Regions from separate parts of the Zea mays genome. Here region 2 is linked to region 1. The links are chromatin contacts, called in public Hi-C maps. All regions are on one chromosome and are shown on one strand. The core of a region is the stretch at or near the end of the contact, and the rest is flanking DNA. Distances in the headings are between cores, read along the strand shown.

Region 1 (7,467 bases), core at 1,816-4,315:
TATGATCATAGTATACTCGTACTAGTCAGTACTCCTGGCCTAAAGACCCACTAATGCCCTTTAGGATCTCCAATTTATCTTCTAGAACTTGTGCTTTCATTTCCTAAGGTTTTGCATCAACATTTTTTTTTCTTATACACTTATAGTTCAGGAAAAAGAGAAAAATTATTGTTAAAAAGTTACAACTATTTGCTCAGTCCTATATAAAACTCAACTGTGGGACATCGACAGAGCATCTGATACCATCAAAAGTTAGTGAGACTGTGAGTGTTACAAAGGGGAGAATCACCCCCCTTTGTGGAGGCATATAATTGGCATCAATAATAGCCAAATTTGTTTCATTGTAGCTGACAAGCACTTCTACATGACTGGCAATTACTTCCAAGTCCCTTCCTTTTTATGTAATGACACATCTACAGTCATGCCAGTCAAATTTGCATGTTTCTCCTTCAGTGCATCTTCTGATACTGACGGATATGAGTGCTCATATGCTGTAAAACCAATCAGGACATGCTTCTTGGCAAAATTGTTAAGCTATTTGGCGGATTCAAGGCTTTCTGTAAAGCATTGCAGTTCCTTGTTTCAGTTCATACTGTAACTGCAAACAGTGCAGATCATATGTAATGTACCGAGTGTTGATCACTTAACAGACCTGCCAGAAAGGTACCAGTTAGTTGAAGAGAAGCGCGAACAGAGAGTCGAAGAGAAGCGTGAATCCAAGCAATACACCAAAGCCAATCCAGTATCACTTGGCTTTTCGAAATATTCCATGGGACTTGAGGATAAGCACACCACGTGGTTCAGTCGAGCCTGGAAGGATCTTCTGCCAAATTTGTCCCAAGAACTCGTTCACCGAGACAGCATTTTGCGCATACATCATCGGAGAGGTCCAGTATCCCCCAAATCCACCATTTGTTCATGTCTTCTGGAAGCTAATGAAAGGAAGGGGCAACTAGCAGCAAAAGCTTCAAAATGAGTTCAAAACCATGGAACAGGATGACGGTTTTTGACCTCTATAAAGAGCAAATCCACCTAAAAGCATAACAATTAAAATTGCAAATGATCCAAAGACATATGCAGCAAACATGTTTCTTACTGCTCCTGCAGTGAACCGGAAGAGCGAAGCTGCCATCTGATTAGCTGCTAAGAAAAGCAGATACTGCTTGAAAAGCCTAAGGATAGTGAAACTCTGTCGGTTTGTCATAAAAACGAGTAAGAATACCAAATACAAGTTATTAAATACTTAGGGACACGATTATTGGAACCCATCTGATTACATCTGGATCAAATCTAATGGCATAATCAGTTATGAAAATGAACCCACCAACCTCAAGAAATGTGATGGGGATCTTGAGAATTCATGATGGTACAGTGCAAGTCCAAACAGGATAGAAGAGAATGGAGTGGCTTAAAAATGGTGAGTAAGCTCCGAGAAGCCATTGAATACGAATATGAGCGTTGTAAAGAAGAGTGCACACTGTTAAGTCTACCTTCTCCTAATAATTTAAGTTTTTGTGTTGAACTGGTTAGTGCGTCCACTCTAACATGGTATTAGAGCCACGTTCGAATCCTAATAGAGGCTTTATTTTTGCTTTTGTCCCTTTATTCCCACGTTTGTGCCGTTCTCTCTGGCTGCACGTCAGTGGAGATGTTAAAATGTATATGTGAATTACCTACCTTCTCCTAACAGGTTGAACTGGTTACTACGTCCACGCTAACACACACATGTATATGCCTCCATTTGCCACAGAATTCCGAATGGAAGAAGAGTGTCATTTCAATGACTGATAACAGAATCAGCTGCGTTGCCAAACAAAAACTAGGCACAGTTGTGTATTTGGTAAGTAATGAATGTAACAAAGCATAGCTGGTGTTAATCATCATTGGCTTAGGGTTAGTTTGGGAACCACATTTTCCAAAGAGAAAATGAACTAATTTTTCATGAGAAAATAGAAATCACTTGTGAAAATAGGGTTTCCAAACTAGCCCTTAAGTTTTCATTATATCCATGGCATGTGAACCCGTAAGGCTCCATTATCAACGTGGGAATTTTGCATATTTTCATAGGAATTGTGTTTTCTTTTTAAATTCCTACATTCCGACTAATAGGAGCATCCCATCTTGATAGTTGGTGAAGCATGAGACATATTGAACAAAGGAAATATGTTTATGCTAAATGTGCTTTATCTTAGGAAAACACCCTCCTTGCAGGTTATTGAGGCTTAGACACATTGGCTTTTAGCAGCATACAACAGTGCACGATATATTATTTGGTAAGAGGCACAAACTGGTCATGCTGGCGCTGCATATATATGGGCTGTTTGGTTCTTGGCTAAATATGTCACACTTTGCCTAAGGTTAGTCGTTTGAATTAAAGAACTAACCTTAGGCAGAAAAGTTAGGCAAAGTGTGGCAAGTTAGGTATCAAACCAAACAGTCCCATAGTATTTTTATCTGAGCCTATTCTGAAGTTCAGGGGCCAATTCCCTCTACTACTCGAAACATGTAGAAAAATGAGTTCCTCTTCATTAGCAGAATCTCTCGATCGATGTTGGCTTTCAACAGCTCTTTTGCACTTACACCGTGCTTTGAGGTTGCCAAAGTTGAAGGGTGGTTCATGCTCATGTCGAATGACACGGAAATCTCATTTGCCATGGCCTGGCTAACACGGAACGAGCGAAATGAATCTGCAAATTCCTTCACAGTGATGTAGCACTGTAGGTCTGGCCGTGCTGAGCCCAGTACTGCCGAGGGACTTGATTTTGGAGTCCCCGGCCTAGACCTTGCAGGGGTCCTATGAGTCTATGACACTATACTTCAAGGCGCTCCCAAACTTAAGACTCAACTTGTCAGCAACAACTCAACTTGTCAGCAGCAAATTGTGTAAAATAGGGAATTTCAAATGTAGATTATATTATTTATAGAGTGGAGTTTAAAATAGAGAATGAGATATGTTAGCTGCCGAAGACAACCTCATGACTGCTTAGAGGGCCTATCACCCCACGATCTCTAAGGCCCCTGGCCTACATGGTTGGGTCCCGAAGTTCAAGGCCCTAAGGACAATAGAGCTTTTGATTCAATCAAGTATGGGAGCGCATTAGACCAAAGAATATGACTAGCCCTAACCCCTAGGGTAGGATGGCCACCGAAGGTACGATGCTATGTTTAACTTTACTCCCAACATGCCTCAATGATGCTGGCAGTATGGATAAGCCTTTCATACAACATTTAATGTGATGGATGACGTTATGGTCGAATAGGAACACTGCTGCCATATATATATATATATATATATATATATATATATATATATATATATATATATATATATATATATATATATATATATATATATATATATATATATATATATATATATATATATATATATATATATATATATATATATATATATATATATATATATATATAGATTGTATATTAGCAGCTCTGGGCTTCCTTTAGTTATTGGAAGCCCAGGCCAGACAGTGCAATCCGGTCGAGTCGGACCAGGTCCAGACGTCTATAAAAGAAAATCCGTAGTGCTAGGGATCAGTTTTTACGCCCCATCTCGATTCATTAGCGACGGTTGCCAGGCCGACGGTGGCGGCCCCCGATCCAGAGGGCGAGCGGTGGCGGCGGTTTCCAGGTCGGCGGTGGCGGCCCTCGATCCAGAGGGCGAGCGGCGGCGGCGCCCTTGTGCGGTGGCGGCGATTCCCAGGCCGGTGGCCGCAACTCCATTACCTCGACGCGCGGTGGCGGAGGTTCCTCGATCCGCAGCGAGGCCCTTGTGCAGGCAAGCGGCGGCGTCCCCGAAGCCCCGAGGAGGCGGCACTTCCAAGGCCGGCGAGCAAGCGACGCCCGTCGACGTGCGAGTAGCGACGGCGACGCATGAGGCGCGATGTTCGAGCGAGCGATGTCACGGAAGGGGCGAGATGCGCGCAGCGATGATCGCGCGTGACATCCTCTGATCCGGCGCATTTTTCTTTTCATTTATTGTGTTTTATGCCTACCACATGTATTATTTACGCTAAAAACTGTATGTTTTTATGCTTTAACACAGAGTTCGTATATCAGTTTACTGCATGCACATTTGAAAGACAATTCCTTGATTTATGCCGTTCTTAATTTGCGCGCATGCAATGGAAACTCCCACGATTTTGCCATAATTTTTGGATCTGTATAAAAATAGAAACCGCATGCATGCGGCTGCCATGTTTTTCGGATCTGTCATAAAAATAGGATCGTAATAACAACCTACTAAAGCTATCAACCTCTAATTGACTCGGTATTTACGCTTATAATTGAGGGATTTTATGCTCAAAACTTAAGGTTTTTACGCTCCACCCGGAGATGCGTCCACCAGTGAACAACATGCCAGATTTTTTACGCAGTGTAAGGAATTGCATAAATACCTACACCGTGTAGTATAATTTGTTTCAGTATACATCATAAACTAGTTCTAATGCGTTTAGTTGCATGGCTGTTGGAGGGATCCTATATTTATGAAGGAAATAAAACATTAAATGTGATTTTTTGTTTCTATGCATGCAATTCATTTCATTTCATTGCATATTCTTTCCATCATAAATTCGTGTGCATGCAGCCTGTAGCAGATTTTTACGCAGTATACCGAATTGCATAATTATCTACACAGTGTAGCATATTTAGTATCAGTATATAGCATAAAATGGTCATTACGAGTTTTAGTTGCATGTCTGTTTCAGCGATCCTAAATTTATGGAGGTAATAAAGCATTTAAAATAGAAACCGCCACACATATCTTTCCTAAATTTACGCGCATGCAAGGGAACGTGATTGACTCATGCATGCATTTTGCCATAATTTTAGGATCTGTATAACCGCATGCATGCGACTGCCATGTTTTTCGGATCTGCCATAAAAATAGGATCGTAATAACAACCTACTAGAGCTATCAACCTCTCACATTGGCTCGGTATATACGCTTATAATTGAGGGATTTTATGCTCAAAACTTAAGGTTATTACGCTCCAACCCGAAGGTGCGTCCACCAGTGAACAACATGCCAGATTTTTTACGCAGTGTAACGAATTGCATAAATACCTACACCATGTAGTATAATTTGTATCAGTATATATCATAAACTAGATTTAATGTGTTTTAGCTGCATGGTTGTTGGAGGGATCTTATATTTATGAAGGAAATAAAACATTAAATACGATTTTTTGTTTCTATGCGTGTAATTCATTTCCTTTCATTGCACATTATTTTTATCATAAATTCGTGTGCATGCAGCTGGTAACAGATTTTTACGCAGTATATCGAATTGCATAATTATTAACACAGTGTAGCATATTTAGTCTCAGTATATATCATAAAATGGTCCTTACGCGTCTAGCTGCATGGCTGTTGCAGCGATCCTAAATTTATGGAGGAAATAAAGGATTTTAAAAACAGAAACTGCCGCACATATCTTTCCTAAATTTATGCGCATGCATTGGATCGTGTTTGACTCATGCATGCATTCCTTTTTTTGCGCTAACAGACGTGGGACAGGTGGCGCACCCGACAGCCTGTTTGGGCGCGCTGGTTGAACCAGTTTGAAGGGGTGGTCGGCCTGGGCTTCCTTTAACTATTGGAAGCCCGGGGCTCCCGTTATACCTACCCTATATATATATATATAGTATTTAGAGCCCTGGGCTCTCTCTAACTATTGGAAGCCCCGACCAGCAACTGATCAGGTGCGCGGACCGCACCGTACCGACCAGGTGCGCAGGCTTTTTGGCTCACTGTACCACCTACTTACGTTAATTATAACTACGTGTTATGCTCAATCGTGTTACGGTTTACACACTTTTTGGTATGCACATGTTGTACACAAGTTTACACTTATTTTGTCATACTCTCTGAAACCGCTTCTACTATCATATAAAACCGACAACGACGACTGCTTTGCCCGAGAGGACTAGGGTTTCAGCGGCGGCGGCTGCCGAGCCCCATTCCCGATCTGAAGCACCTCAAACCACCGCTCTGCCCCAGATCCAGATCCACCCAGCTACTGCGGCGAGCCCGTGGGGACGGTGGCGGCGGAGGACCCGAGTGCACGGAGATGCTCAACTACGACCAGGTCTTCATCAGGGACTTCGTGCCCTCCGTGCTCGCCTTCCTCATGCACGACGAGACCGAGATCGTCCGCAACTTCCTCCTTCACACCCTCTAGCTTCAGGTGACCTGATCCTGATCCTGCTTAATAGTTTCTCGTCTGGACCATTCCTTGCTACCTTTCAGAAACCATTTGTGATGCTGCCGTGAAAGCACCCGACCTCAAATCTATGTGCGCCGACAGTTTTGGAACAGCAGCAGCCATAGTCGCCTGGGGGCTTAGGTGTGGCCGTCGTTGCGGGGCCCGTCCCTAGCCGCGGGCTCGGCCGCGAGCCGCGGACGCTCTGCCGCGAGCCGCAGCGTGCGCTCTGCCGCCAGCCGCGGGTCCGACCGCCTACGGGTGCGCATCCGGCCGCCGCCGTCGAGTCCATCTTGGAGGCAAGGAGTGAGCAAGGCATCGAGCTTCCCCACCAAATTATTCCCTGACGGTGCATGAGAATGGCCAGGGAAATCCATGGTCGCCAGATCTGCGCCTACTTATTCCTCTCCAGTCCCCAGCGAGAGATTCAGGTAAGGACTATTTGCTTATTTCAGTACCATATTGGTTTTGGTCAAGATTAGAGACTAATATGCAGTGGTTTAGAAACTATTGTATTATTATTTTTATTACTTCAGATTTAGTTTTTTGATTGTTTTTATCTAGACTTGGGGCCCTCATTTAATCTCATTACTGATCTGTGGCCTGCACATCAATACATCAATAGAGTCTCTAATGTCTATTGTATTGTTCTGATTCTATAAAGTGTACAATGGTTCACAATATCTGTGTGAACAGGTGAAACGTGAAGAGCTGCTTGAGTATGCCCAAAGTATCATTTCAGGATTGAAGAGAAATGATGAAATTGTGAGGTGATATAATAGAATCAGCTAATTACCTGTGAATATATTATAACGATATAATAGAATTTTGAGGTAATACTACTTCTCTTACATCTAGTGCTTCATGTTTTGGATATACATGTGGTCAGGCTTTCTAAATTTTTGCTACCAATATAGTTCTAGAAATTAGTTGGAAAATATGATAATTGCATGTAGATTTGTAATTTGAAGTACTATTATACAATTTCAAGTTATTAAATTTAAACCTTCCTTTGTAATAGTGCATACATATGCTACACCCACCTCCGCCAGCATTTAGCATCATTGTATTATCATAAAACCATAATTTCCAGGTAGTATTTAGTTGTGCTAGTCTATTAGGTGAATGCTTTTAATCATTATACCATTTTCTGTTGAGCTTTACTAAGGAAAGTAGTGACTCGACTCGTGAATAGCTGAACAAGACTGATCTCAGTATGCTGGCGAAAAAATGGTGAATTAGAG
Region 2 (7,467 bases), core at 3,663-6,162, 170 kb after region 1:
CAGCCCATGTAAAATTACATCCAGGCCCTTTGCTTTTGATGATAACTCTATAGTAATCTATCGGGGTCTAGATAGTCTTTTCATCTTTAAGTCGGTTTCCTCTTTCCGCTATCATGCCGAAGCTCTTCTACAAACAGCTTCGGCTCTGCGCCATCCTCCGTACCCCTTCTGTGCTTCTTCACGTTGTGGTTTTAACTCAGGTCCGAAGATACCTGTTCACACATTGTACTCCAGAAACATTGTTAAATCATACTTTTGAGGACCTTCGGAAGCCGAAGGCCCCCAACAGTAAACCCGGCAGGCGCGCCGCCTGTTGGATGTCCTTGACGCCGCCTGCCAGCGGATGGGATGAGACGTATTAAATGCTGAGAGGGCACGTCGCCCGTCAGCGCAGCGGCAGGCGGCGTGTCCTCTCCTCATTAAATGCAGGCGCTGAGCGGGAAGTGAAGGGAAGGCCTGGACACGTGTCAGCACCGGACCCCTACTCACGCCAGGGTCCTCCTCGTTCCGGGACCTTGCTGAGTTTCGGACCTTACTCGGAGGCTCCGGACTTATATGTATAGGGGTCTGGTGTCCTTCTGTGGAGGTCCGGCCCCCACGATACATACTGGGATGTGCTATCTTTCCTTGTCACGTGGCGCCCTTTGGCCTGCCCATGCGGTGGGGTCAGGCACCGTCCTCCGTGTGGCCTAGAGACGTTGCATAGGTGCGGCGTCTTCATGCTGTAGAAGAGGGAACCCCTGATTTAGGGTACCGACAACATTCTACAAAGCCTAGCAGTCTACAGTAAGGTCACGATTCAGCCAAGCGTTCAGGGTTCCAGATGGAGCACGCGTTAGTAGGCATGGCAATTTGACCGTTGATTTGGATATCTGATCTAACTGAATCGGGTATGGATACATGTTTTAACTCGTGGGTCAGACTCGAAGTCGGACGGACACAGATTAGGAGATTACCTTCCACCGCAGGTTATCTGTTGAATATCTGAAATCGACCCGTAGTGTATTTTTTGGCCTAGCCCATATTACATAGCAAAGATCAAACCCTATCAGTATGAACCCACGCCTAACGCTTCCAATTCCCCACTGTTGGCCACCCCTTCTAGCCTTGCTGGCTTTCTGCGCTGTGCCCCGTGGTCCCTTTCAAGTCCCATAGGCTGCAGTACCGCTGGTGACTGGCCCTTTCAAGCTCTAGTGCCCCTAATCGTGACCCGCATGCCCATAATAATTATTTTATTAAGTTTAAACTGTATACGATGACGAATAGGAAGAAATTTTTTAATTATGCAATTGAATTGTTGAAAACTGATTGTGTCTGTCATATCTGACGGATATCCGAAACCCGATGGCCAAGGGCATGAATATAAATTTCTACCCGCAGGTTTGATCGTAGACGGATATTGGTTGCAACCACAGATATAGTTGCCAGCGGATATCTGCAATACCCAATCTGAATTCAATTTGTTGCCATCCCAAGGTCACGCGTATGACCATGATGTACGTCCATGTAAGCTATTTTATCCTGTGCCCCACGATGTTACTTCAACGACCAGGAACCCATCCTACGAAGCCCAGTAGTCTACAGTAAGGCCACGATTCAGCCAAGTGTTTTAGATTCTAGATGTGGCACGGGTTAGGCTATGTCTAGCAGATCGTGTAAAATACTTTTTTACTATAGGCCGCACTCTTTATATGGTGGAGTTTGAAATGATAGATAAGGATGAATAAGTTGTCGGAGAAAGTCTTAGGCATGCATAAGGTCACGCACGAGCGCACGTTAGGCACTAATATGTGTTAGATACAATATAGACACAACTCATACTTTATTTAATTACTAGTACAATGTTCGTGTGTTGCGATGGGACACAATCATATTTGATGAGTGACTCTGATAATCTATTTGGACGAACAATTATATCCTTAGTACCTTTTGCGAACTTACTTCCAATTACATACAGGAGAGTTCATGAATTCATACCTGATGTCACGGTCGCGCGATAGTGGTGTCGCTCGTTGGCTCACGCTCTAGCTCTCTCAACATCTCCTCTTCCTTGACACGACACCATTCTAATCGGTTCCGACTCATCTGCTCCTGTTCCACATCCATCTCTTTGAGCCAGTGACTATGCCCCTCTCCTCCCATTCTCTCCCTTCCATGTCCCTATCCTTCCCACGAATGTCGTGGATTTGCTCTTCTCCTTCCCGTCATCCCTATCTCAGTTAGTTTCCTGGCGTAGGTGGACTTGTACTCGACCATTTATTTGTCTAGTGCGACATCATGGGTGCTCAGGTGGCGGGCCACGATGAAGAGCGTGTGGTAGGTGTGCACGGGGAGGGATGGGAACAACATCGTCAACAGAGCTAGAAGCATGTAGGATAGTCGAAGGTCCCACTGAGCCAGGAGAGCATGGGCACGACGAGCAGCATGTCGTCGAGGCACGCCACCAGACCGGAGACATCGCGGGGTGGACGGGTGGACCGACATCTAGGCGGGAGTAGCGTTCGCGGTGGTAGGTGAGGTTGGCGGCGATGTTCATAGCGGGCGCGTTGTCGCTGTGGGATATGGGAGGGAGCAGGGATGGGGAGACTTGGACTGTGGATTGATTACAAAGAAATATAAGGAGTTTTTGTAAAACTTTCACGCACAACAATGGTGAAAACTGGTGCTTTATAGTAGTTGGAAGAAAATGAAGAAAAGATTGGTGGAGCTACTCAGAAAACTAGGCCGAAACGCAGCCCACAAGACCTATGTTAAAATTTAACTTATGATTACATCAAATCATACTATAGTTCTAAAATAGAGGGAAATTGTTAATTAATATGAGTAATGCCTCGTCCTAGAACCTGGATGGATAGTGTTGTCATTGGTTCTATGGTAGAAATTATAGGCGAGCGTGTGTTAGTACGTCGTGTAGCTAACCACACTAGTATGTCGTGTAGCTAACCACACTGGTCCACTCCACACGGATACGACGCTCCAAAATGCGTTCTTCTAAGGGCATGTACATCACGACCACTATGCAAAAAAGAGTTTATTGCTATTATAGCACTCATTTTAGCATACTTCTCTCTTCTAATATCCACAAATCTAACGTCTCTAAAATAGTACTTATAAGTTAATCTCTTCTCTAAAATAGGATTAAGTGCCTTTTACTCCATTTCCTTTTTTCCCCAAAAGTGAATGATTGTAAACAATTGTGTAAGGCGTTCTCGAGCTGTGATTATGTTGTTTTGATTCTTGCGTTCTTTTCTTGCTTGTATGTGTGTGTGTTTCTACTCTCATCCTTACTCTGTTTTGATTATAAATAATTATGTAAGGCGTGAGAGACTCTAATTTGTGGAGATTCCTCACAACATAATTTTGATATAATGAAGATAACTGTGACACTCAAGTTTGATTTTTGGATCACTTGAGAGGGGTTAAGTGCAACCCTTGGCCAAAGGAGGTCACCACACCGTAGAGTAGGCATTGGTTGAACCATGGTAAAAATCGTTGTGACACTTGTCTATTTATTTATTGCGATTACTATCTTCTTGAGTTGTCAACTCTCTTGCAATATTGCTCCTAAGTTTAAATACACATCTTAAAGGAGCAATCAAGAGAATGGTTCTTTCTCCGTCTATCTTCTCATCCTAACTTGGTTTTAGTTTTCACTAACATTTATTATAAACAAAGTTTGTATTGTTTAGAGTTGATTATTGCAGGATTACCTATTCACCCTCTCTAGGTGCGCTAAAAACGTGTTCTCCTAAGGGCATGTACATCGCGGTTGTAGTCTTGTAGTAGTGTAATCCATCACTATGCAAAAAAAAAAACGAGTTTATTGCTATTATAGCACTCATTTAAGCGGACTTCTCTCTTCTAGTATCCACAAATCTAACGTCTCTAAAATAGTGCGTGTAAGTTAATTTCTTCTCTAAAATAGGATAAGTGCCCTTTACTCCATTTTTTTTCTTATTTTCCCAAAAGTGGATGACTGGTTTCATATTTGAACGTTTAACGTTGCTCCGACGTCAATGATTCGCGCTCGCTGTTTTAACTGTGATTCATGATCACTGGTGGTGAAACAGCTAGTCTTCAGTGTTAGAACTCAACGAGCAGCCACCAGAGAAGTTTAGAGCAACGCACTGAGATGTTGTTTGGTCGACGAAATATAATGTAAATGCTAATGATAATGATTCACATCTAAGTATCAGTGATAACAAGTTTGAATATGTTTATATTAGTTACTAGTGCCATACCTGATTACAGTTAAACTTCAATAAATATGATATAACGTTATCGGTTACCTCTACCACCTTACAAATATGTTAAATGAAATGACACCGAGTCTCAGCGCGACATCGTGATTGACATCGTTCACAAATCAGGGCACCTCCGCCTGATGAAGAGTGCGCTCAAATTCAGAGCAGCACGAATGCCAGTGCTAGTTTCGATCTGGGTGAGTTACGGCTTACGATCGGAAAACAGAATCTCTAGGGGTAGTTCGATCATTCACTGTTGGGAAAAAAGAAAAATGGAGTAAAAACCCACTACATCCTAGTTTAGAGAGGAGATTGACTTATAAGTACTATTTTAGAGAAGTTAGAGTTATGGATGCTAGAAGAGAGAAGCCCACTTAAATTAGTGCTATAAGTTTGTGACTAATCAAATATATGGTCATACAAAACATTGTTTTGTGTATATGTTCGTAAATAAAATATCGTTTAAAAAATTACTGCATTTTAAAATTTAAATTTATGTTAACATTATATGTAGTCGTTAATAAGTAGATTAATTATAAAATTAGGTAAATTTTTCGATCGACCAACAAATATTGATATCGTTTTCGATAGTTTCTGTCCCTATCTACGACCCCACCTTCCGCTCCAGACAGATACACGGCGCTTCAAAACTCGTCCTACTCCTACCAAAGGCATTTTACAGCGCGCGGCTGTAGGAGCCGCCTGTATTCCATCCCATCCATCCATTCACCGTGCTTCTTCCGCCAGTCTCAAGGCCATGGCGGTGGCGGTGGCGGAGCAGCCTTTCGCGACGTCTCCCTCCTCAACTCAACTTGCTCTCCCGCCACCACACTCTTGCCGCACTGTCACATTTCCGCTTTCGTGATGTCCTGGCCTCCACCGACGCCGTCCTCCCTTCGTCGCCGCACTCCTCCGCAGCCGTTGCGCGCGCGGTCGCGTGCAAGCCGCCACCCGCTCCTCTGGCTCCAATAATGGCTTCGTACGTCTCCACTACGCTCCTCAATACGTACTGCAAGCTGAGAGGTACTTCTGATGCGCAGAGGGTGTTTGATGAGATTCCGTGTGTTCTAGGCTGCAGGGTAATGGCAGGCACACACGCAAGTGTTCTGTAATAAGAGAGGCCTTTGAGCCCTTCCGACGGATGTTCCAGGAGCTGGCCTGGCCTGGACTGCATCTTCCAGCTCCAGATGGACCGCGTCCTACCATACTTGTTAATGCCCGATAGGGGGGAATTTGTTGGCACTAGAAGTGTGCCCTGTTCTCTGGAATCTGAAAGTCCTTCGGTCGGAGTCAGTGGTGCAACGCTCTGAGGTGGAGACATGTTTCTGAACACAGAGACGAGGAAGCAAAAGCAAGCAAGCACATGCAGCGAGTGAGCATCCTTGCCTTCGGATTTGGAGCTGACACAGAGACAAGGGAAGAACATGCGAGATCCAGAGTTCGCCCCGTACGTAGGTCCGAATCCAATCGCCTGGTCAAGTCTGTTGCTGCCGGAGGTAGACGGACGCCTTACCGGCAACAGGTAGCAAAAGCATAAGCCAGTACAGGCGAGTGGCTGGCAATGCATTGACCGGCAAAGCCCCAACGAACGATCGCCGTCCGTCCGTCCGGGGCCGGAATACGTGCATCATGCATGGTCACTTCATTATTAGCTACGCTTTGGTCGTTTTGGTGCACGGGTTAAAGTGCGCCTCTTTTTAATTTACCGGCGAAAGATAGTGCATGTGCTTCTCTTTGACTTCCACGACGACGTTCCTACGGATGTGTGCTTTGCTTTCCAGTGTTACCCTTTTTTCTTCCTTCATTTTTTTTTACTTTTTTCTAATACACTAGTGCCCTATTTGGCACCGGTGGGAAAAAAATATAGGGCAAAGAAGCCGTGTCCGATAATGTGGCACCGCAATCATTTATTACAGTCACAAGAAATTATGGTACAAAAAAAAGCTGCAATCACACAAATTATGATGCGCGATGTTACCTCAAATTTAAAGAACAAACTAATAATTTTTTGATGAGTTAATCCATATCTGGTAAGCTTCAAAATGCTTAGCTGCATTTATATATATATATATATATATATATATATAAATATATATATAATCGATATATTTGAAGTCCTGAGCTTCAAATAGTTAGAAGAAGGCCTGATCGATCACCCATGCGATCTGATCCAGGCCGACGCGCCCACCCTCACCTCACGCTAGCCTGCCGGGTGCACCCCACCCTAGGTCTGTGCGCACAAAAAAATAGGAAGATATGCATGAGTTAAATATGTTTCCCTGTATGTACGTAAATTTAAGAAAGTTATGTGTGACAGTTCTATTTTTAAATGTTTTATTTTCTTTATAAATATAGGATTGCTGCAACAGCCATGTAGCTAGGCTCGTCAGGACCAATTTATGATATATACTGATGCTAATTATGCTACAGGGTGTAGATATTTATGCAATTAGGTACGCTATGTAAAAATCTATTACATGCTTCATGCGTACAAAATTAGGATGCAAAAAATGTACAATTAAAGGAAATGATTTGGCATGCATAGAAACAAAAAAAAATCCTATTTAATATTTTATTTTCTTCATAAATATATGATCGCTCCAACAGTCATGCGGCTAAACTCGTTAGAACTAGTTTATAATATATATTGATACTAATTATGCTACACGATGTAGATATTTATGCATTCGGTACACTGCACAAAAATTTGTTACTGCTCCATACACATAAAATTAAGATGACAAAAATGTACGATGAAAGGAACTGGATTAACACGCATGAAATAAAAAAACATATTTAATGTTTTATTTCCTCCATAAATATAGAATCGCTTCAACAGTTATGCAGCTAAACTCGTTAGAACTAGTTTCTGATATATACTAATACTAATTATGTACACGATGTAGATATTTATGCATTCTGTACACTACATAAAAATCTGTTACCTGCTACATGCGCACAAAATTAGGATGTCAAAAATATACGATGAAAAGGAAATTGATTGACACACATGGAAACAAAAAATCATATTTAATGCTTTATTTTCTCCACAAATATACGATCGCTCCAACAATCATGCAGCTAAACTCGTTAGAACTAGTTTATGATCTATAATGATACTAATTATGATACATAGTTAGGTATTTATGCAATTCGGTATACTGTGTAAAATTATGTTTCCTGCTACATGCGTACAAATTTAGGATGACACAAATGTGCGATG

What was found. Hi-C and Micro-C count contacts between places; a contact is called where the count stands out from the background.
Region 2: a Hi-C map of ear shows a contact between it and region 1, with 2.1 times the contacts expected there. The contact joins two enhancer-like sites. A contact is called at or near these places in 7 of 25 Hi-C or Micro-C datasets (bundle sheath, ear, endosperm and 3 more).

What each region holds. Positions count from the first base shown.
Region 1 is chr9:104,200,181-104,207,647 of Zm-B73-REFERENCE-NAM-5.0, forward strand. No RefSeq gene overlaps it. Among protein-coding and RNA genes, the nearest start is that of LOC100273804, 12 kb to the right of the region's middle. Within about 2 kb of position 3,066, at least 4 of the 20 cell types and tissues checked have an H3K27ac peak or open chromatin away from gene starts, as enhancers often do. A contact at or near this core is called in ear, where this site is marked.
Region 2 is chr9:104,370,684-104,378,150 of Zm-B73-REFERENCE-NAM-5.0, forward strand. No RefSeq gene overlaps it. Among protein-coding and RNA genes, the nearest start is that of LOC103638771, 21 kb to the right of the region's middle. Within about 2 kb of position 4,913, at least 9 of the 20 cell types and tissues checked have an H3K27ac peak or open chromatin away from gene starts, as enhancers often do. A contact at or near this core is called in ear, where this site is marked.